3 separate regions of the Sus scrofa genome follow, and all the other regions are linked to region 3. Evidence: chromatin contacts called from public Hi-C and HiChIP or PLAC-seq data. All regions are on one chromosome and are shown on one strand. Each heading gives the region's core, a stretch centred on a gene start, on an enhancer-like site or on the middle of the called end of the contact. The rest is flanking DNA. Distances are from core to core; before and after follow the strand shown.

Evidence for each region. Hi-C and Micro-C count contacts between places; a contact is called where the count stands out from the background. HiChIP or PLAC-seq counts read pairs in DNA pulled down with a chosen protein or histone mark.
Region 1: an H3K27ac HiChIP or PLAC-seq map of skeletal muscle shows a contact between it and region 3. The contact joins the promoter of SEPT6 here to the promoter of NKRF in region 3. A contact is called at or near these places in 1 of 5 promoter capture datasets (skeletal muscle), 2 of 47 Hi-C or Micro-C datasets (embryonic fibroblasts and fetal skeletal muscle) and 2 of 2 datasets of contacts at active chromatin or transcription factors (alveolar macrophages and skeletal muscle).
Region 2: a contact with region 3 is called in a Hi-C map of liver, with 2.2 times the contacts expected there. The contact joins the enhancer-like site here to the promoter of NKRF in region 3. A contact is called at or near these places in 3 of 5 promoter capture datasets (fetal liver, fetal skeletal muscle and liver), 7 of 47 Hi-C or Micro-C datasets (blood, embryonic fibroblasts, liver and 2 more) and 2 of 2 datasets of contacts at active chromatin or transcription factors (alveolar macrophages and skeletal muscle).

What each region holds. Positions count from the first base shown.
Region 1 is chrX:98,104,622-98,107,321 of Sscrofa11.1, reverse strand. It overlaps SEPT6 (septin-6), which reads left to right and starts at 1,260. Exons shown (of 11, transcript XM_021080249.1): 1 at 1,260-1,601; 2 at 2,469-2,568. The coding sequence starts at 2,539.
Region 2 is chrX:97,948,342-97,951,041 of Sscrofa11.1, reverse strand. All of the region lies in intron 1 of UBE2A (ubiquitin-conjugating enzyme E2 A), which reads right to left. Among named protein-coding and RNA genes, the nearest start is that of UBE2A, 25 kb to the right of the region's middle. Within about 2 kb of position 1,396, at least 13 of the 83 cell types and tissues checked have an H3K27ac peak or open chromatin away from gene starts, as enhancers often do. A contact at or near this core is called in fetal liver and liver, where this site is marked.
Region 3 is chrX:98,024,143-98,026,842 of Sscrofa11.1, reverse strand. It overlaps NKRF (NF-kappa-B-repressing factor), which reads left to right and starts at 1,420. Exons shown (of 3, transcript XM_001927183.6): 1 at 1,420-2,168. The coding sequence starts at 1,903.

The DNA.
Region 1 (2,700 bases), core at 11-2,510, 81 kb before region 3:
CGAGGTTCTGAGCGGCCCTAGCAACAGGTGGGCCGGGTGGGGCATGAGAGCAAGGCACCAAGGATTCCAAGCTAGGGTACCCCCGCGCTGGCCCCAAATGCACAGAGCTTTGGTGGGCGCGGAGGGCTCAGGCGGGAGGGCAGTGCCCCCAGAGCAAGGCAGGATTCCCGACAAGCCCTGCACTCAGCCAGCCCGCTCGCCCACGCTCGCAGCTCTGGTTTCCAAATGTGTGCCTCTCGGCCGCCGCCACCCAGACCTCACATGCAGGTCAGAGCTAGTGCCTGCGGGCCCTTCCCCCTCCTCCACGCCCCAGCCCTCGCTGCGGAGACCTGTCTCCCTTCCAGACGCCCAGCCAGCCTGGAAGTGGCCAGTCAGCTCTGCCTCCCCGCCCCCATCCAGTCCCGGCCCAGGCTTACAGCGGTTCCTCATACACAGCCCCGGTCCCCCACGTGGCTACCACCCCAACCCAGGGCATGGCTCCTCCCCCAGGCCCTGCCCCAGCGCCCTGGCGGGCCTCGGAGAAAACGGCAGCCCCTCTTCTCTGCCGCCACCATCTGCCCTGTGAGCCTGCGCTGTCTGTCTACGGAACTCCCCTGTACCGGTCCCTGATTGGGCCAGGCTCTTCTCTTTCGGCCCCTCCTGGGACTCGAGCACAGCGGGCACCTCCACCACATGGCTCTTCTGTCCTACAGCCACCCTCTGATTGTGTCTGTCCTTTCTTCTGTACCCCGCCCCCCTCATCCAAACCCTCTGCTCTCTGGTTCAGGAAATGCTTCATCAAGCGCCAGGCCCCAAACTAGGCACCGGGGATGCATTCTGGGGAGTCCTCGTTTTCAAGGTTCGCACGCATATAAAGAGCTCCCTGCGATAACGTGGGAAGCGCTGTCCCGGCAGGTGGAATCAAGTGCCAGGGAAGTGCTTCATATGGCCATCCCAGTTTCTCTGCCTTCCCTCCTCCCCAGCGCGCGGGCCTCTGGGTGGGGTCCCTTTCCCCTCTCTCCTTGGTTCCCATTTTTTATTTCTTTCCTCCCTCTGGTTCCCTCCTTTCTGCCGCTCTCGCCTTGGGCCATCTCCCACGCCGCATCTCGGGCCCGGCTTTCGCCCATCAGTCTGTCTCACCCCGCGGTCCCGAGTTCCACTCGAGGGTCTGAGTACCTCCCCGAGACCAGGGCCCCTGCCCTTTTAAGGAGTGGAGTGGAGTGTCCCGCCCGCTCGTGCCTTTGGCACGCCAAACCTGTCAGAGTTCGCCAGTCACAGGGAGCTTAGCAAGGGTCCACTCCCGGAGAGGGGTGAGGGGCGCCAGGGCCGAAGAGTTGGAGAGGTGACCAGGGCAAGGGCAAGGGCAAGGACCCGCGGCGGCGGTTGGCCGAGAGGAAAAGGAAAGCCGGCGGGCATAGCCTCTGCCTTGCGAGGTTCTCCCTCTGCGCCCCGCGGCCGCCTAGTGTCGGGCTGACCTAAGGTTAAGGGGAAACCAGGGGGCGGGACCGAGCCACCGGAGGCCGCTCCGCGTCCCTCCCCAATATCTCGCTCGGCAGAACCCGGAGCCTCCAGGCTCAAGCCCCTCCTCTGAGACTCCCTGGCGGTCCAGGCACTAGAAGCGGGTGAGTGTCCGAGCCTCCGCACACATGTTGAGCGTCTAGGGCTCGGCGGGGAGAAGCGGAGTGGGGTCCGTCTGTATTAAGTACCCAGCGGTGTTGAGCTCGGAAATGACAGCTCACAGCACCTGAGGCTTGGAAACCCCGGGGCAGAAGGTGGGGGGGTCTCGTCTCAGGACCGCTGGCCTCGGACTCAGCATGTCACAGCTCAGTTGCGGGGCCCGCAGTGCGGCTCCCCCCAGCCGCCCCCTTTCTAAGCTTCACTGTGGAACAGCAGGTGCCGCAGCTCCCCCCCTTCCCTCTCCGGCTTCGGCCGCACTCCCGGGCCAGGGTGGGGGGAGGTGTGGTGGAGCAGCGAGACTCCGGCGGCGGGCGCGCCCCTCCTGGCACCCCGAGGTCGCAGTGGGGAGGAAGAGGGGGTACTGGGGGCGGGGAGAAGGGAGAGGAGGGCCGCACGGCTCCGCCGCGGAGCTGTACACGGCAGGGGGAAGGGGCGGGGGCTCCTTTCCAGCCTCCGGGGTCTGGGGACTCCGGGGATGTAAGGCGAGAGCAGGGGGGTGTGACAATTCAGCAGAGGTCGGGACGTACCACGGAACCCAGTGGCGGGGGGGGCAGAGGACGTGGTCACCGAGGGGAGCCCCCGCCCCCCTCCGCAAAGGCCTACAACCGAGGTTGCAGGGAGAGCTGCAACTCGGTTAGCGGTAGAGGGAAGCGGCGCGTTAAATCCGCCCCCTCCTCACACCCCACTTCCGAGGGGTGGGCGATAGAGGAGAGGTTGGGGTTGGAGCGGCAGCGAGGGGGCCCCTCCCTTGCACTTCCCCCCACCGGACTTGGTCGCGCCCGAAGTGTAACACTTTCTCTTTGTCGGAGGAGCTCCGCTGTTTCCTGTGCTGTAGCTCCCGTTGCGGCGGCGCCCGTGGCAGCCCTGGCGGACGCAGGAGCGATGGCAGCGACCGATATAGCTCGCCAGGTGGTGAGTGCGGGGCTTGGGTGCCAGCGCCGGTGCCGGGGGCCTCGGAAGGGTCGAGGGGACCTGGCCGCCGCCACCTCCACAGCAAGGAGGGCAGTGGGCAGCATCCAGGAGCCAAGGCGCGGTGGGACTTCT
Region 2 (2,700 bases), core at 147-2,646, 76 kb after region 3:
ACCACAGCCACAGCAACTCAGGGGTCCGAGCTGCATCTGCGACCTACACCATAGTTCCAGGCAATGCTGGAGCTCACAGCAATGCCAGATCCTTAACCCACCGAGTGGGGCCAGGAATCAAACCTTCATCCTCATGGATACTAGTCGGGTTCGTTACTGCTGAGCCACAATGGGAACTCCTACCTTAGTTGTCTTTTTTTTTTTTTTTTGGCTTTTGCCTTTTCTAGGGCTGCTTCTGTGGCATACGGAGGTTCCCAGGCTAGAGGTCGAATCGGAGCTGTAGCCACCGGCCTACACCAGAGCCACAGCGACAAGGGATCCAAGCCTCGTCTGCAACCTACACCACAGCTCACAGCAACGCCAGATCCTTAACCCACTGAGCAAGGGCAGGGACTGAACCCGCAACCTCATGGTTCCTAGTCGGATTCGTTAACCACTGAGCCATGACGGGAACTCCCCTACCTTAGTTTTTAATAGAATTTATTCCATTATAAGTATATATGTCTCTCAACAATAGCTGTGTTTAGCCAGCAGTCCACATTCTGAAAAGGCAGCATTTGCCTCTCACGACCAGAAGGCGGCGGCTCCAGCATCCCCCAGGCCTGACTGTACTTTCAGGTCCTGAACAACCCTCATTCCTACTCCCACTCTCCTCTGCCATTAAATCAGTCACCCCCAGCCTACAGCTCTGGATTGGGAGCTCCTGGATTCTAGAGCTAACCCTAGCTGCCACCCTGAACGAGGGCCCTGGGGACAGGATTGACAACTGTGACTTTTTCATGGGTGGGTGACCTCTTTCTGCCTGGAAAAGGCATGGAAGAGCGCCAGGGACTCTGGCAGGGACGCTGGAAGGGCTATCTGGCAAGCGCTCAAGCCTCAGGGGAAGAGGAAGGATGCGGGAATGAGGGCAGGGGAACCATGGCCCAGCTTCTGTGTCCTTGGCCCTGCTCCTGGCTGGGCTGTAATTTGCTGTTGAAGGCTTTCCAGAAAGGCTGGGGACCCTGGAGACTGTGGGCTGGGGGGGAGGGGGGCAACCTTTCTCTCCGGCCTCTAGGATGTCAGCCAGAGTCCTGGAAGCGACTCCCGAGGGTGACCCGGGGCTCTCCCTTGGGGTCAACACTCAGAGCTGTTTCCTTTACAGCAGAAGGAAGGGGTGACAGGGGGACTTTGGGTGTGGGGTTGGGCCTCTTGCTGACTGGCTCCGTCTGCTTTGGAATATGAGCCCTCTCCGGAAAGCCCGCCCCAGCCCTCAGAACCACCCTCTGCCCGCAGGCCACGAACACTCCGTGTCTCCTTTCGGGGCCCATGCACTGGTCGCCGCTCCCTGGTTCACCCTGGGCAACGTAGCAGGCACGACTGCCTCCAGTTGGCACCGAGTTGGGATATTCTGCTGTGATGTCATTGCACGAGTGAGGGTTCTGTGTTTGCACCTAGGCTGGCGGCTCCCCAAGGGCACAGTCCGCAGCCCCACCCCACCAGCCCTCAGCACAGAGACCAGCCCTCAGTGACTGAATGAATCAGTCAGTACGAGCCTGGCTGCCGGTCAAGATTTCTTCCTGTGTGGAGTCCTTTGTGGGAGCTCTCATCTTGTCATCTTGTACCAGGACTGTCCTTTATTATTCCTCACCCTTGGAGTGAAGGGGGGGGGATGCCCCAGTCCCCACCCCCATGCACCCACAAGTTTTTACTAGCTCAGATGTTCTCTAACTAGGAAGTTCAGACACCAATTGTTTTTCTTCCAAAGAAGGGGAGAAGTCACCTCTGCCACACAAACCCCCCCAGCTGCTCTCCCCAGGGGTGGGGATGGGAGGGGGTCAGGCCTACCCAGGCCGGGGAAGTGCTGACTGGGAGCGATTTGCTCTTGGCATCAGCCTTTGAACATCCTGTGCAGCTGAGAGGGCAGTGCTGCCCTCCCTGTAGTACCAGGGAGAGGAGTTGACCAGGGTGAGGCCCAGACACTGGGGGCTCAGCACAGCCTGGAAGGGGGTGTTCAAGCTCAGATTTACAAGTGTCCCACCCCCTGCCGAGCGCCCAAGCCCTGCCCCACGCCCACCCCAGCATTCGCATACATCCTCCAGCAGTGCCCTCGAAATAGAAGTTTTTATTTTTATTTTTTCAGTCTTTTTGCCATTTCTAGGGCCGCTCCCATGGCATATGGAGGTTCCAAGCTAGGGGTCCAATCGAGATGTAGCCGCCGGCCTACACCAGAGCCACAGTGACAAAGGATCCAAGCCGCGTCTGCAACCTACACCACAGCTCACGCAACGCCAGATCCTTAACCCACTGAGCAAGGGCAGGGATCAAACCTACAACCTCATGGTTCCTAGTCAGATTCGTTAACCACTGAGCCACGATGGGAACTCCTAGCGGTTTTTAAAAGAGGGGAGGCCTGCTGTGTAGTCTGCAGAGAGGCAGGACTCTGGAGTTTCAGTGCTCAGCTGCCAGGGACAATGACTGTTAAGGACCTCTCCGTGCCATCTTCTGTCAGCTTGCCCTGGGCTCAATGACTTTGAGAGTGTCGTGGGTTGGAAGCTCTGGTATCCGTGTGTGTGTGCGAAAATATTAAAACTTCCTAGGGAGTTTCTGTTGTGGCTCAGGGCTAACAGACCTGACTAGTATCCATGAGGATGAGGGTTCAATCCCTGGCCTTGCTCAGTGGGTTAAGGATCCGGCATTGCCGTGAGCTGTGGTGTAGGTCAC
Region 3 (2,700 bases), core at 171-2,670:
AGTCATTTTTTTTTTAAGTTCAAAACTTGGTCCAAGCTGTTAAGACAAGAACAAGCACAACACCCCCTCCCCCCAAAAAAACCCCAGAGCAATGCAATGGCAAATGTCTGGGGGAGCACTGGATGAGGAGTCAAGTCACCTAAATTTTGATCTCGGCTTTGCCATGAAAAATCTCTACAGCCTCCAGCTTATCACTACACCTCTCTGGCCTTATTTTTCACAATCACACAATGATTACTTGAATTTATTATCTCTAAGCTTCCTTTCTAGTATCATATTCTTTGACTTGATGGTACAAAGACTGTCATTACTTCAATAAACATGAATGCCTACCACAGAGTCAAAGACAAAATAGTCCCTGTGTAACGGGAGACAGGCATGGAAATAAATCATTATGCGACAGTGTGAAAAATGCTGTAATCTTCTGTTTTTCTCAGTCCAACACATTCCTACACATAAGATGTATCACACAATAAGACATATGCCTTTAAAGAGTTAAAGGGGACAATGGGTCAAAACCACCTCATCCAGTGGTCCTGCCACCATGGGACATTTAAGTTCTATGCAGGACTATTTCTCTCCAGCGACTCTGTAACCAGTTCCAGGACATGGGAGAAAACCCAGTTTCTTTTTCCTTTGTATTGACTATATTGAGCACACAGTGGGTGCTGTATAAATTCCCGGTGACAGACACTCATTGATTAACTAAGTTCATAGCACAGATTGGCAGACAGGGATTGAAGGATCGGGCTGGATCGGAACCACGCGGGGAGTGATAACATTTTCCTACAGTGATTGAGCCATCTGCTGCTGTGCAGTTTTAACCCTCTTTTTTTGGGGGGAGCTTTCATATTTTGTAATATTCTGCACGTTTTAAAGTGATACAGCTAATACAGAATTATTTGAAATCGTGATCAGAACGGTGTTAACACGATGTTTGTATTTCTCAACAATTGGGATAGAGTATGGACGATAAAAGTGCTTGCCTTGAGAAGTGGCTGTGGATGATTTTCTTTGCAAGTATTTAATTTTTTACTATTACTTCACGATAAAATCCAAAGCCAATGAGGAACGACGCACAGGGCTTTTCAAGCTATCCTCTGAAGAAAAAGCGCCACGGGGAGCTGACATTTTAGGAAAAAAAAAGTGTAAAACCCATTTCCAACCCAAGTCCCTCCCAAAGCACATGGTCCCAGTGGTCTTGGAGGCTCTGAAACCGAGGGAAAAGCGTCAGGCGAGCCACTGCCGCCAACAATCAGCTGAGAGAGCCTTCCAGGGACTTAAACTGGACAACGTCCCGGAACCTCGGAGAACCGCCCCCAAAGCCCCTTCCTGGAGCCCCGCCCACCGCTTGTAACCATAGTGCGTCAAAGGCCGGTAATCGTCATAAGTGGAAAAAAATATACATCGCGCGAGATTCAGCGACGGGATTTCGAAGTTAGGGAACAGCCGCGGCGCAGGCGCACTGGCCTCACAACCGCGGGGCGGCACGCGGGTAGGTAGGCTAGAGCTCAGAGGAGGGGGAGCAGAGCGTGCTGCTGTCTTTTTTTCCCCCCCTTCCCGGCGCAGTGCGTGAGCCTGCGGGTCGCTGGAGGTGCGGAGCGCGGAGCCTGGCTCGGCCTCCCTGGCGCGCGTGTGACTGCGGCGGGCGCCCTCCTCCTGATCCTCCACGAGTTGGAGGAGTGAACCGGGCGTGCTCCCGGGTTGCCGGGAAGTGAGCTTGTGCTCGCCTTTTCCTTTTTGACGGTCGCCCCTCACGCACACACTCCAGTCCCTTGAGAGTTGGTCTTCGCGCCTCGGCGCGCCCCTCTTCACGCGGCCCCTCCCACAGACCCCAGTCCCCATTCGCCCCTGGTCCGGAGTTGGCTTCATCCCTGGGGTCCCTGCTTGGGGGCGGAGAAGATGGCTGGCGGACGTCTGCTGTTGGGGGGCGACTTCCTGTCGCCGCCGCCGCTGCCCCCCCTCCCGCCGCCGCCGCTGCCGCCCCTCCCGCCGCCCCCGCCCGAGCCAGTGCTGGAGCAGTGGCGCTATAGCCACGAAAGTGACTGGCAGTGGGCTCTGCGGCGCAGCTTCATCTGTCGGCACCTGCACAGCTATCCCGGGGCTGCCCTAGACCAGCTCCTCGCTCTCTCCGCTGCCTGGACCAACCACGTTTTCCTGGGCTGCAGGTGAGGAAGGCGTGAGGGTTGGGTTAGGGACCGGGCTGGGGGTGGGGGCGGAATCGGTGATGGGGTCGGGATAGGGCCGAGGGCCGGGTTTGGATGAGGGCTTAGAGACTGGAGAGTTGGAGGTGCTGGCGGACTCCAGAGGGCTCAACGTTGGCCTGGTGGGGAGGTGGGGAAGTTGGCCGAGCGAGGTAGTAGGGGATGACATAACAGAAGGGTGCAGGGATCTGGGGAGCCACCCCTCCAGGACCAGGGATGGAGATGAAGCGGCGCCTGGCAGGGGATTGTTAAGAGGTGGTCATTGTGATGGTGCTTTTGGAGGGCGTGGGAAACGACGAATAGCAGAACCTCGAACCTGCGTAGGACCTTCCAAGGATGCGGTATCCGCAGAGAATATTGGACAATCGGGGTTTCGAGGGTCTGTGCGGAGAGAGGCGGGGGACCCTGCAGTTCTAATCCTAGTCTCCTGATCATTCTCTCTTGCCATCCCCATTAAATTAAACACCACCAGCTCCCCAGCTGGGTTTTACTGTCT